Regions from separate parts of the Mus musculus genome. Here region 1 is linked to region 2. Evidence: chromatin contacts called from public promoter capture Hi-C data. All regions are on one chromosome and are shown on one strand. The core of a region is the stretch at or near the end of the contact, and the rest is flanking DNA. Distances in the headings are between cores, read along the strand shown.

Region 1 (5,791 bases), core at 177-2,676, 540 kb before region 2:
GGAGCCTGTCCTTCCTGTGATCCTGGTTGTGTCAGAACTCTTCAGAGTTCAGCTGTCTCTGTGATCCTGTGATTCTGGGATCCTGAGATCGTGGGTGTGTCAGAGCTCCTGGGAGTCAGTTTGCCCCTGGACCCTGAGATCCTGGTGTGACCAAGCTCCTGGGATCCTGGGATCCTGGGCTTGTTAGAGTGCCTGGGAGTGGAGCTTTTCCTGGGAGTTGTGAGACTGGCTGCAGAGTTCACACCTAAGGTCTGCTCAGACCGGAAGGAACCTGTACCACTGGTCGGGTGGAATTCCTGGGTGCCTGGGTCCTGCTGGTCCCAATTACTTCCAGTGTTGGGGCAGGTGTTGTGTCCTTCTCATCTCTGATCCTATGATCCTGGGAGTGTTAGACCACCTGGGAGTGGATCTTCCTCTGGGTATTGTGGGACTTGCTACGGAGTTCACAACTTAGGTCTGCTCAGGGCACTGGCCCAGACCAGAAGGAGGAGTCTGCAGCCCAACTAACCCAACAATAGGCAGCTGTGAATGGGAAATCCAAGGATCTAGTAGTTGCTCAGTCCCATGAGGCTAGGCATTTCATCCGTATAAGCTGTAATTCTGAAGAAGTAGGTTCCTCCAGCTGTGCTGGCAAGAAAGAGCAAACAGGAGAAGAGTCAGATGTATAATTTATACTAGAACTAGTTTACTCAAAGCATGTACACACACACACACACACACACACACACACACACACACACACATCTATATAGGTGGTTCTGTACTGCCTGTTCTAGGAATGGCAATCATGTCTTTGTTTCAAAAGTTGTTTATAACCATCTTGCAACCCTACTTTTGTTTAAAAGGTTGTATGACCACCTATGATTACAGCTTTTTGAAACAAAGACATGCTTGCCATTCCTGAAATGTGAAGTACAGAATCATTTGTAGTTATGGTTACAGGCATAGCCCAATTCTTCAAAACCATAAGTTTATGCATAAATAGGAATAAACCCAGCTTGTCTTTACTGTAAGATGACTTTTAAGCCTAAGTTGGAGGCAGGCTGGTTCTTCACTGGCTTTGAGTTTAGAGTTGTGCCTGTCTCTGCCTCCCTTGGGCTGACATTAAAGGTGTATACCACCACACCTGATGAAGGGCATGTTTTCAAATGTAATAGCTGAATAGTTACTTAAACAGCACATTATTTTGACTATAAGATGGGAGTGGTTTTGTATTAAATTCTGTAAGTTCATGGGCTGAAATTAGATAAGTCAACACCCTCATGAATTTTAAGTTCAGCACTCTTAGACATCCTCCTTTGGGGTTCGATTACTATTTATATTAGATTCTAAATTCTAAAATGAGCAGTCATTCTCCTGACGTCTGCTTGAGTTCTGACAGCAAGCAGCTAAGTTCGAAATGTTTAGACAGGCAGAAGGAAATGGGGAAGTGAGTCAATTATCTATCTACAGCTCCCTGCCCCCCACGCCTGCACACACACACACACACACACACACACACACACACACACACACACACACAGAGAGAGAGAGAGAGAGAGAGAGAGAGAGAGAGAGAGAGAGAGTTTTTGAAAACAGCAGAGCAAATAGATGGTTGTCTACAACAGCTAAGTTCTGTTTCCTCTGCCCAGAATGTGTAAGTAATTGTGCGGTCCTTTGTGTACTTTAGCCTGTGTTTTGAACTTCACATTTGACTACATTGGCTCCAAACAGTCCTTTGTGCTCATGAAATAAACATGAGGATTGTCTTGGCCAAGTCCAGCTGTGAGGATCCACATCCATCGTCAAGCTTGAGCTCAGATGATTTTAAGGATAATTTTATCTGTGGTTATTTAGTGATCATCAGTAGAGACATCATAATAATATGACTTTACATAAACATTGAAATTAATCTTTTTAAAAGGGAACATGGCATTAAGATTTGAAACTGGGAGGGGGATGCATGTTCCCAGGGCTTGGATGAGGCACAGAGTATATTAAGAGCAACTGTACCATCGAGTTACACAGCCAGCTCCCCAGATTTGTATGTGTGCTCATGTGTACACAGATGTGCATGCACAGGAGCGGGGTGGTCAGTAAGGAGTGAGACAGACATCAGGCATCTTCCTCAATTGCTCTTTACCATACCTTTTGAGACAGGTCTCCTTTTGGGCTGGAACTTGCCTAATTAGTTTAGGAAGGCTAGCCAGAATGTCTTAAGGATCTTCCTATTTCTGCACACACACACACACACACACACACACACACACACACACACACACACAGACACATACACAGACACACACTCACACACCCTCCAGCTCTGGGATTATAGTGGCATAGTGCCTCATCCAGCTTTTCATGTGTGTGATGGGGACTCGAACTCAGGTCTTCATGCTTATGTGACAAACATTTTATGGACTGAGCAAACTCCTTAATCAATATCTGTCTTGTTAAAAGTTCCAGACTTTGTATAGTTTGGGAATGCCACAGAAATCCTAAATATGTTGCCATGCAAACTCGATGATATAGTTTTTTTTCTTTTGTTTTTTTAATTAGGTATTTATTTTATTTACATTTCCAATGCTATCCCAAAAGTTCCCTACCCGCTCCCCCACCCACCCACTCCCACTTCTTGGCCCTGGCGTTCCCCTGTAGTGAGGCAGATAAAGTTTGCACAACCAATGGGCCTCTCTTTCCACTGATGGCCAACTAGGCCATCTTCTGATACATATGCAGCTAGAGACACGAGCTCCGGGGGGTACGGGGTAGTTCATATTGTTGTTCCACCTATAGAGTTGCAGATCCCTTTAGCTCCTTGGTTACTTTCTCTAGCTCCTCCATTGGTGACCCTGTGATCCATCCAATAGCTGACTGTGAGCATCCACTTCTGTGTTTGCTAGGCCCCGGCATAGTCTCACAAGAGACAGCTCTATCTGGGTCCTTTCAGCAAAATCTTGCTAGTGTATGCAATGGTGTCAGCGTTTGGAGGCTGATTATGGGATGGATTCCCAGATATTGCAGTCTCTAGATGGTCCATCCTTTCATCTCAGCTCCAAATTGTGTCTCTGTAATTCCTTCCATGGGTGTTTTGTTCCCAATCCCTCCATAGTGTTAATCATCAAATAACCGCTACATATATATAAGTGTCAGCATTTGCTGATTGGCCCAGTCTTGCTAAACATATTGAAAATGATAAATGTTTCACACTTCAACTTAGGAGAAGCAGATTTTTATCACCAAGGGGTAAGTTGCAAAACCATGCTAACGGCTTCTGCCAAAGAAGAGCTGTCAAGTAAGAGTAGGGAAACTATGCTCATCCGAGTTTTCTAATGTTCAAATTTTGTAAATAAAAGTTGAGGCAGATGTTTGCAGCCAACCATTGGACTGAACGCAGGGTCCCCGATGGAGGAGTTGGAGAAGGTACTGAAGGTGCTGAGGAGGTTTGCAGCCCCATGGGATGGGGGAGCAACAATGTCAACCCACCAGCCACTCCCCACCCCGGGAGCTCCTGGGGACTGGACCACTAAGCAAAGAGTACATATGGAGAGGGACCCATGGCTCTGACTGTGTATGTGTTGTTGGACATCAGTGGGAGGAGTAGCCCTTGGTCCTTAGGGGGTTCGATGCCCCATTGTAGGGAAATGACAGGGTGGGAAGTGGGTAGGTGGGTGGAGGAGTACCCTCATAGAGGCAGGGGGAGTGGGAATGGGATGGGAGGTCCTGGAGGGGAGACCTGGAAAGGGAAAAACATTTGAAATGTAAATAAAGAAAATATCCAATAAAAGAAAAAAAGAATGAATGTACATCAATAAGAAAATCATTAGCTTACATGATATGATCTGAGTAATCTAACAAGAGTTGTCTTCACACTGGAAACCTGGTAAGTGCTCAGCTCTGAATGCTCAGCTCTGAATGCCTCAGCCATCCCCATAAAAAATAAAGTAAAAGTTGAAAAGCCCTGCGGAGAGTGTCAGCAAGGGAAGAAGGTTTCTGCATTCAACTCTTATGGGTTCTGACCTAGCACTGGATGGAGTGGTCCAGCTTGGATCAGATATGACCTTCAATGTCTCTTCCACTCTAGGAAAGTATGTGCTTGTCAAACTGCCTCAAATATTTATATTTATGCCCATGGACGAGTGCCGCTGTTAGCTTTGATTAGAGTAGCTTCTTTTTCCAGTGGGAGCTAGCCACAGCAGAGATTCACAACTGCTCCAAGTCCTGAGAATACGTGACTGTTGAATGCTTAGGACAGACACTATCACCCTCTTCCAAGGCTAAGGGAACTGGGGATATTGCAGAAGAGGGAATAGAAAAAAATTGAGAAGACCTAGGAAAGAGAGGTATCATGTGGAAGGCTGTCTTTAAGACGTGACAGGCTATGGCCATCTAACTTTGAACTCATAGCAACTGTGATGCATAAAATATCTTCACAGAATCAGACTCTTCAGTAGTCGGTCATGGATGGGCAGGGGCTCACAAAGCTGTACTGCTCTCTGAGAAATGATATGCGCTGAATTGTTGCCAGAGAGGAGGGGTCCTTTAACTGTTCCTTCCACTTGCCACCTTAAGCATTTGGCTCTTCATGATTACTGATGAAGAGGGAGAGATTTTCTTCAGTGGTGTGGTCACTGATGTTATCCATGTGTCTGTAAAATTCTCCCCCTCCATGTCCACCTCCTCCTAAGTGGCATGAAAGGAGAAGAGGGAGCTTTGGAAGAGAAAATGAAACAAGAAGAGTAGGAAGGGGACAACAGAGCATAGTCAGGTGTAAATATAATCAAAATACGTTTTATATATCCATGAAAAATGTCATAATGAAACCCATTGTTGTGCATAATTCATATATGTTAATAAGTAATCAAGAGACCTCAAGCAGCCTTCTGGAATGTTAGGTTTTTGGGAAGATGACATGGTTCAGTGGGTAAAGTGCTTGCTGCCACACAGATGATCAATCCCTGGGAGCCACGTGATAGAATGGGAGAGATGAGTTCTATTAAGTTTTCCTCTGACCTCCACACGGGTGTTGAGGCACACAAGCTCCTGCTATCCAAAATAAGTAAACATAATCTTTAAAAAATATTTTTAAAAAATTAAAATTTCTAGAGATCTTCTTCGATCCTCCAGAAGGGAGGTATGCATACAGAAACCATATCTCAACATGTACATGTCACTTCCGTAACTTCTTTTTATTGTTTATCAGGGGAGAGTGAGTGAGAGCGCAGTCCTCCGAGATTGATCAGGGATTGTGTAGTTGAGCTCATCATGTTTGGGTAAATCATAGGGGCAGTACCTCCCAAGTGCAGTGGATAAGCCTCATAGAGACAATGACCTTCAGGATCGAGGTGTGACCTCCACAAAGTATGACACACTTGATGTTTTTACCAGATAAAAATGTCTGGCATACCCAGGCTAACATTTTGCCCTGAGGATCAGTGCCAGGATCCTGGATGAAGTTCCTTCCTCTTCTTGCACTGTAGCTGACATTAATATCTCCCCTCTTCTTTCCCTCATCAGACTTCTGACACTCTAAATGGTGGTGATAGATGAGAACCTAACAAGGTGTACATAAGAAAAAAAAAAAACAACAGCAAGCTGGGCGTGGTGGCACACACCTTTAATCCCAGCACTCGGGAGGCAGAGGCAAGCAGATTTCTGAGTTCGAGGCCAGCCTGGTCTACAGAGTGAGTTCCAGGACAGCCAGGGCTACACAGAGAAACCCTGTCCAAAAAAAAAAAAAAAAAAAAAAAAAAAAAAAAAAAAAAACCGGAAAAAAAGAAAAGAAAAAGAAAAAAAAAAAAAAACAACTGCA
Region 2 (6,010 bases), core at 2,951-5,450:
GATAGTTTTCTTCTCTTTCAGCTTGCCTTGCCTACACTTGTTCTCTGAAGTTGATGGCTTAGGAGTGGTGTCTTTTTCTATTTTCCACAGCATGAGTAGGTTGCTTCTTTTCTGCAGCATTCAATATGCATCCTTTGGATATCACTGGCGACGGACCATTCTTCTGTGAATTCAGCCAGCCTTTTTCTTTTCGTTAACCATGATTCCTCTAAATTGTACAGACACACGTCTAAAGCTGGATCTACTGACATTGTGCTTAATGCTAAGTGTAGAGTGCCTGTTGTGAATTATAACAGTGGCTCTAATGTACTGTGAACTACTCATGGACATGGAGCTGCTCTGTACACAGCCTTTTATTCACAGATGTTCTTGGATCCTTCCTTGACCACACACCCTTTTATTCAGATGGTACTTGCTCTTCTTTGACATTTCTTCCAAGGTCCAAACTTATCTCTGTCTTTCTCTGTATCTCTGTCTCTCGCCCGGTCTCTCTCTTCTTGGTATGCTTTCTTCCTCCTTGGATATACTAGGATTTCAATTTCAAAGCACACCTTGGTGAAAGCATCAGCAATTCTGCTTCTATTCACTGTTTGGTGTCTAGAGGATCCATAATTTGATTTCTGGACTAAGTAACTGACTATTATCTAGTCTCATCAGAAGCCAGGGAACACACCTACCCACTGTTTCAGCCACACAAAGAGAATTATAATCAAGTGGAACAAGCTCCAGTATTCATGTGATTCTTGGACATTTAGACATTTGCATGAAGACCTAATTCTCAAGGTTAAAGACGCTTTTAAAAGCAGATTCCTGGCTGGATAACTATACAGATATTCCATCCTAAGGAGGTGAAGTATAGCTCTCAATTCTTTAAAGATAGTTGTTTATAATGGAGTCCATGCGAAAAGTACTGTGATGAACAGCTTGATGAGCCAGGTCGTGGTGGGGGCATGCCTTTAATCACAGCACTCAAGACTTGAGCAGCTGCCTTTTTATACAACCCAGATCTACATGCCCAGGGATGGTACTGCCCACAGTAGGCTGGTTCCTCCCACATTAGTCATTAATGAAGAAGGTGACCCACAAGCTTGCCTTCAGGCCAATCTGATGGAGACATTTTCTCAGTTGAGGTTCCCTCTTCTCAGATGACCCTTGCTTCTGTCAAGTTGACAGAAAACAACAACAACAAACCAAAACCCCCAAAACAAACAAACAAAACAATTAACCATCACAGGCATGAATCAAGGAAATGCTAATAAAGGATGGTCTTCAGTTAATAATAATGCATCAATGTTAGTTCATCAATTGTGATAAACGTACAACAATGCTGGAAGATATCAATCATAGCAGACTGAGTACAGCACAGAGAGGAACACTTTCTTTTTCATTTTTTTTTTTTTGTAAATCAAAAATATATCTTCAACTGAAAGGTTTAAGTTATGATTCAGGGGGCTATTAAGGTAAATGGTTCTAGCTTTATAAATAACCAACACAGTGTCCTATGGATTCTGATGCAGACAGGCTATAAGCTTTGCTCAGAGGTATTTAGGGTACTGTAAACATTTTCATCCTGGGCAATGAATTATAATATGGGTTCTGGGGTCAATATTCTCTTTTAGCTGACCTACTAGCAGTCTGAACATTGGAATTTGTTAAGCCTTTTGGGTAATTTAGTTGTAATCATGTTTAAAACTTACAATACCTGTGATTTCTAATATGGTAGTCTATCCGAACTGAAATTTAATATCGATGAAATGAAATGAGGTTGAGGAGAGATGTCCCAATGGGTACAATGCATGCTGTACAAACATCAGGACTGGAACTCTGGTCCCCCAAATCCACATAAAAACCTGGCAGATATGCGTTGGCTGGAGCTGACTGGCTAGCTAGGTGAGCCAAATCAGTAAGCACTGGGTTCAAGTGAGAGATCCTGTCTAATAGATCACATGGAGACAAGCAGTATAAACCCTATCACCCCCTGGCTTTCACAGACCTACATATGCACAAGCATGTGCCCCTGCACATGTGAATATACATACAAAGGCATGCACACCCCACATACATACCAAAGCAAAGATGAAATGAAATAGAAATGTCAACTCTACACATTTGAGTGGTCAGTAGTTGCATGTGTCTAGTGGCTACTGCATCAGGCATTGCTGATGCTGGGCATTCCAGTAAGTACCAGTGCTAACTCAGCAATACCATGCTAAGTCAGCTCTGGACTGGGTCCCAGTGAGGACTAAAATGGTCTCCAATTCTCAAGGGCTGTACTGTAAATCATCACTAAATCACATTACCAAGACATTCTGTGATATCTTGGAGCAATGCAACTGGAGATGACTCTTGAATGAGTGCTTATAGCTTGGATTTATTTTATAGTTTCCCTGAACTGCAACCAAATGACCAGATGTGCTCCCTCTAATCAGTCCATAACTCCTTGCATTCATGGCTGCCAACTCTGGGAGTTATCTAAGCACTGGATGGAACTCTGCTTGTATATTTGTACACACTTATCCAATGGGGCTTTCTCTCACGGAAGAGACGTGAGTTGGATATAAAATCTCAAACTCATACAGCAAGACCATTAATTACTTGCTTAGAAAAAAAATGAGCAAATCCTCCTTGGTAACTTCAAATTGCTTTTTCTAATTCTTAAAAAACAAAAACAAAACAAGAAAACTTAAACCTTATTCATGTATTAATATTCTGATTACTGAAAAAGACAACCACTATAAACAAAAAAAGTTATAATATTATCAAAGCTCTTTTCTTGTCTTTTAAAGGAATTGCCAGCTCGTGAAGTGACCAAGACAACACTCTAACACTCCTGAAGCAAGACATCAACACAGAGATCCGTGCCTGGGACTAAAGTAAAAACCAAAACCAAAACCAAAGCAAAACATGGAATTTTGCTTTACACGATGCCTATGATAAGGACCCATTGGATTAATCATAAATGTCCTACTCTGTCTTATACTATGCGATCTCTGTATTTGAGCAGACAATGTATTTCTTAGTCGATAGAAACCAGATACAGAGTAGAAAACTCTTGAGCAACACAAAGAAACCACATCATTGTTTAGCAACTATTAGATTCTCCTAAGAGTCACCAGTGTAATTTCTCAAAGAAAACTATGCATGCGCTCAGGTGGACACCATAAAACAAGTGCATGAGCCGTGGGAGCGTGAGTGGACAGCTGCTGCCATTCACCCTGGGGTTTCCCTAACATGTGCACAGTTCAGAAGCACTCCCAGAATCCATCCAAAATATCTCTATCGTGAATGGAATCAGAACCTTGGCTTGCAGGAGGAAAGTACAGAAATGTAAAGTCACTGACTGTCCATCAAAGCCAACGATCTGATGCCTTTGAAGAATGATAGGGTCACTTGAGGTCACTTGATCTCTGTTTCTGTCCAGTGGGCTCATAGTCATGGAGGAGAGTGAGCAGGCTTCATTTCAACATTTCAAATTTCTTTTACAAAGTTTTTTTTTTTTATTTTTTTATGACAGGGTGACTGGTGATCTCTGTGGGCAAAGGATGGTCCTTAATCATGCTGTTAAGGGTCAGTAAAAAGCCAGCAACATGCGGAATGTTAAGGGTTAAAGCAGTTACAGTGATTCTGACTTCTAAGTTACTCTTTGGGCAACACAGGCTGGTTAATCCTCACTACATACTTCAGTTCCTGGTTTCATTACTACAACACAAAGACACAATGTATAAGTACAATGTAGCTTCCATAAAAACATGACTCCTCTGCATATTTATGGGTGACTCGAAGCATCTTTTGATCTAGGCTACCTTTTGCAACAGTGTTGCTTAAAAATCGCAGCTAGTCAGAGACAGGCCCTTCCTTATCCAAGTCCTCAGCTAATGGCCCAAAAGACTAGCCAGACAGGGGCTGGCATCTTCTGAGGAATGTGCAAACCGTGCCTGCGTCTGTCCCATGACACTAGCCCAGTGTCTGGGCATTTGAGCAGTTGTTCTGAGGGCTTAGGATGTTTATCCCCATAAGCAGCTGAGCTGCCTCCTGTTTCGGGAGCAGAACAGAGGAATGCAGTGGAAGAGACCCAGGCCTCTGGCCACCCAGATTAGAGAGTTTTGTGCTGAGGTCCCTATATGGTTGTGTTAGAGTGAACGGCCAGCTTCAGCCCGTCTTTGCTCCTTGTTTGGGAAGCGAGTGGGAGGGGATCAGAGCAAGGGGCTATATAACCCTTCAGCGTTCAGCCTCCCGGGACACCACCCACCCAGAGTGGAGAAGCCCAGCCAGTCGCTGTCAGGGTAAGTAGCCCCAGCCCAGGGATATGACTTCGAGTTTTCCCAGGCTCTTTTATCATCCAATGTAGCCAGACATTGTCTGTGGGAATCTGAATGACTCACGTGTTTTGAATTTTTGAATAAAGATTTATACTGTTAAAATGATTGTAGCTTTTTAGCTTGCATGATTTTACATCCGAATAGGGCTGATTTACTGGAAACAACGCTTGATTTACTGGAAAAGGAAATGGATAGAAAATTAAAGTTTGTTCATGTGTGTCATCTGCAAAACCTGTTTACACTAAACCAACTGCTCTGATCCCGCAGCGTACTGTAGGGGTGGAGTCTAGCTGTATGTGGTAAATTATACGTTTGTTTCTACTTAGGCAAAAGTTGGAAACTTTTGGATGTATCATGATGTAGCATGAGGTATTTAGTGCAGCTGAGGTAACTGGAAGTGAATATCAGGAATGAACTGAGGTAGTTGCCTGCTCTCTGATGTTGGCTGAGTGGACGCATTGCTTCTGGGTTTCCGGGGCTCTAAGAGCTGGTGTCCTATGCTGGAAATGTGTATCTTGTGAGTGTGTTGGTGCCCTTACAAGTCAGACCTATGCCATTGGTCATTTGCAGCATAGCATAGCTTTTCTACTTTCTGCAAAGAAAGGAGGAAGTGTCTCATCCAGGGGAGATCTGATTTGCATTTCTCTGCCTCACGTGTCCCTCAGCCGCTTAAGTATCTGTGGAACCAGCCTTGCCACCCCACATTGTAACTCAGGGCTCGGTAGCTTCATCAGGGAATGGAGTTTTCTCGATAAGATTTTCCTCCTGTTTTGTGATTCATGACTAAATATGGTTTGCATTTGAGACTCATAAGCTGGGAAGGGTACTGTCCTTTCCTCCCCTCCCCCCTCCCCCCAACAATTCATTTTTGGCACCAGATGAGCTCCACTGGGCTGCACCAAACTCCCCGCCCCGGTGCAGTTCCAAAAGCAGAGGCTGGAGCCCAGTGTGTTTTACCTAATTAGGAAATGCTCCCCGCTTCAAACCGAGCTGCTCATTCAGGTTAGATAAGAGTTGCAAACCACAGCGGCTGCGTCCTCTGGAAACACACAGACTTCTTCTCCAGTGACAACGCTCCTTTCAGAGCTTAATAAGACAATTTTTTCCTGGATATTTTTGATGAAATAGAAATACATCTTTACGGAATTTGACAGTATTTTTTCCTGCATTTTTTTAAAAACCAGGTAGCTTATTTTTCTGAATATACTAAGGCACAACCTTAAGCCATCCTGCCCAACAAAAAGTTTATGTGGGTTATCCTTCCCCATTTTCAGAGGGTATCCTAATTCCAAGTGGCTTATCCCATTTGCAGCCCTGGTGCTAAGTATGGAAAACAGGCTTAGTGGACACACAGACTCTCTGCTGGTCCTTTGGTGGTTTCTGCCTCTGCCAGTCACCTGGCTTCTGTGCCTCCTTGTGGTTTGAAACTTTCTTCTGAGTCCTTATCATCCACTGGAAAGGAAGCTAAGTATAATTCAGAGTCTGAAAGGAAAGGCATAGTGGAAAGAGGAAAGAGCAAACTGCTGAAGAAACCCATTTTCCCATTCTTGCAAGGGGAACACATTGAAGATTTCACTCTGATCTTGAGGACAGGGTTGAAAGAAAACCAAGATCGCAAACAGAATCTTTGGGTAGGGATAATAGTTACTTGATGATATCCACGTGCAATGCTTGTACAACACTCTGGATGT

What was found. Promoter capture Hi-C pulls out the DNA fragments that hold promoters and counts their contacts.
Region 1: a contact with region 2 is called in a promoter capture Hi-C map of hematopoietic stem and progenitor cells. A contact is called at or near these places in 16 of 39 promoter capture datasets (the C10 cell line, the HPC-7 cell line, the SN4741 cell line and 10 more).

Annotation. Positions count from the first base shown.
Region 1 is chr19:34,795,731-34,801,521 of GRCm38.p6, reverse strand. Gm22082 (a small nuclear RNA gene) reads right to left here and starts at 5,344; the gene lies at 5,184-5,344.
Region 2 is chr19:34,253,563-34,259,572 of GRCm38.p6, reverse strand. It overlaps Acta2 (actin, alpha 2, smooth muscle, aorta), which reads left to right and starts at 4,200. Exons shown (of 9, transcript NM_007392.3): 1 at 4,200-4,283. Gm31355 (a long non-coding RNA gene) reads left to right here. Exons shown (of 4, transcript XR_386664.1): 4 at 2,787-2,937.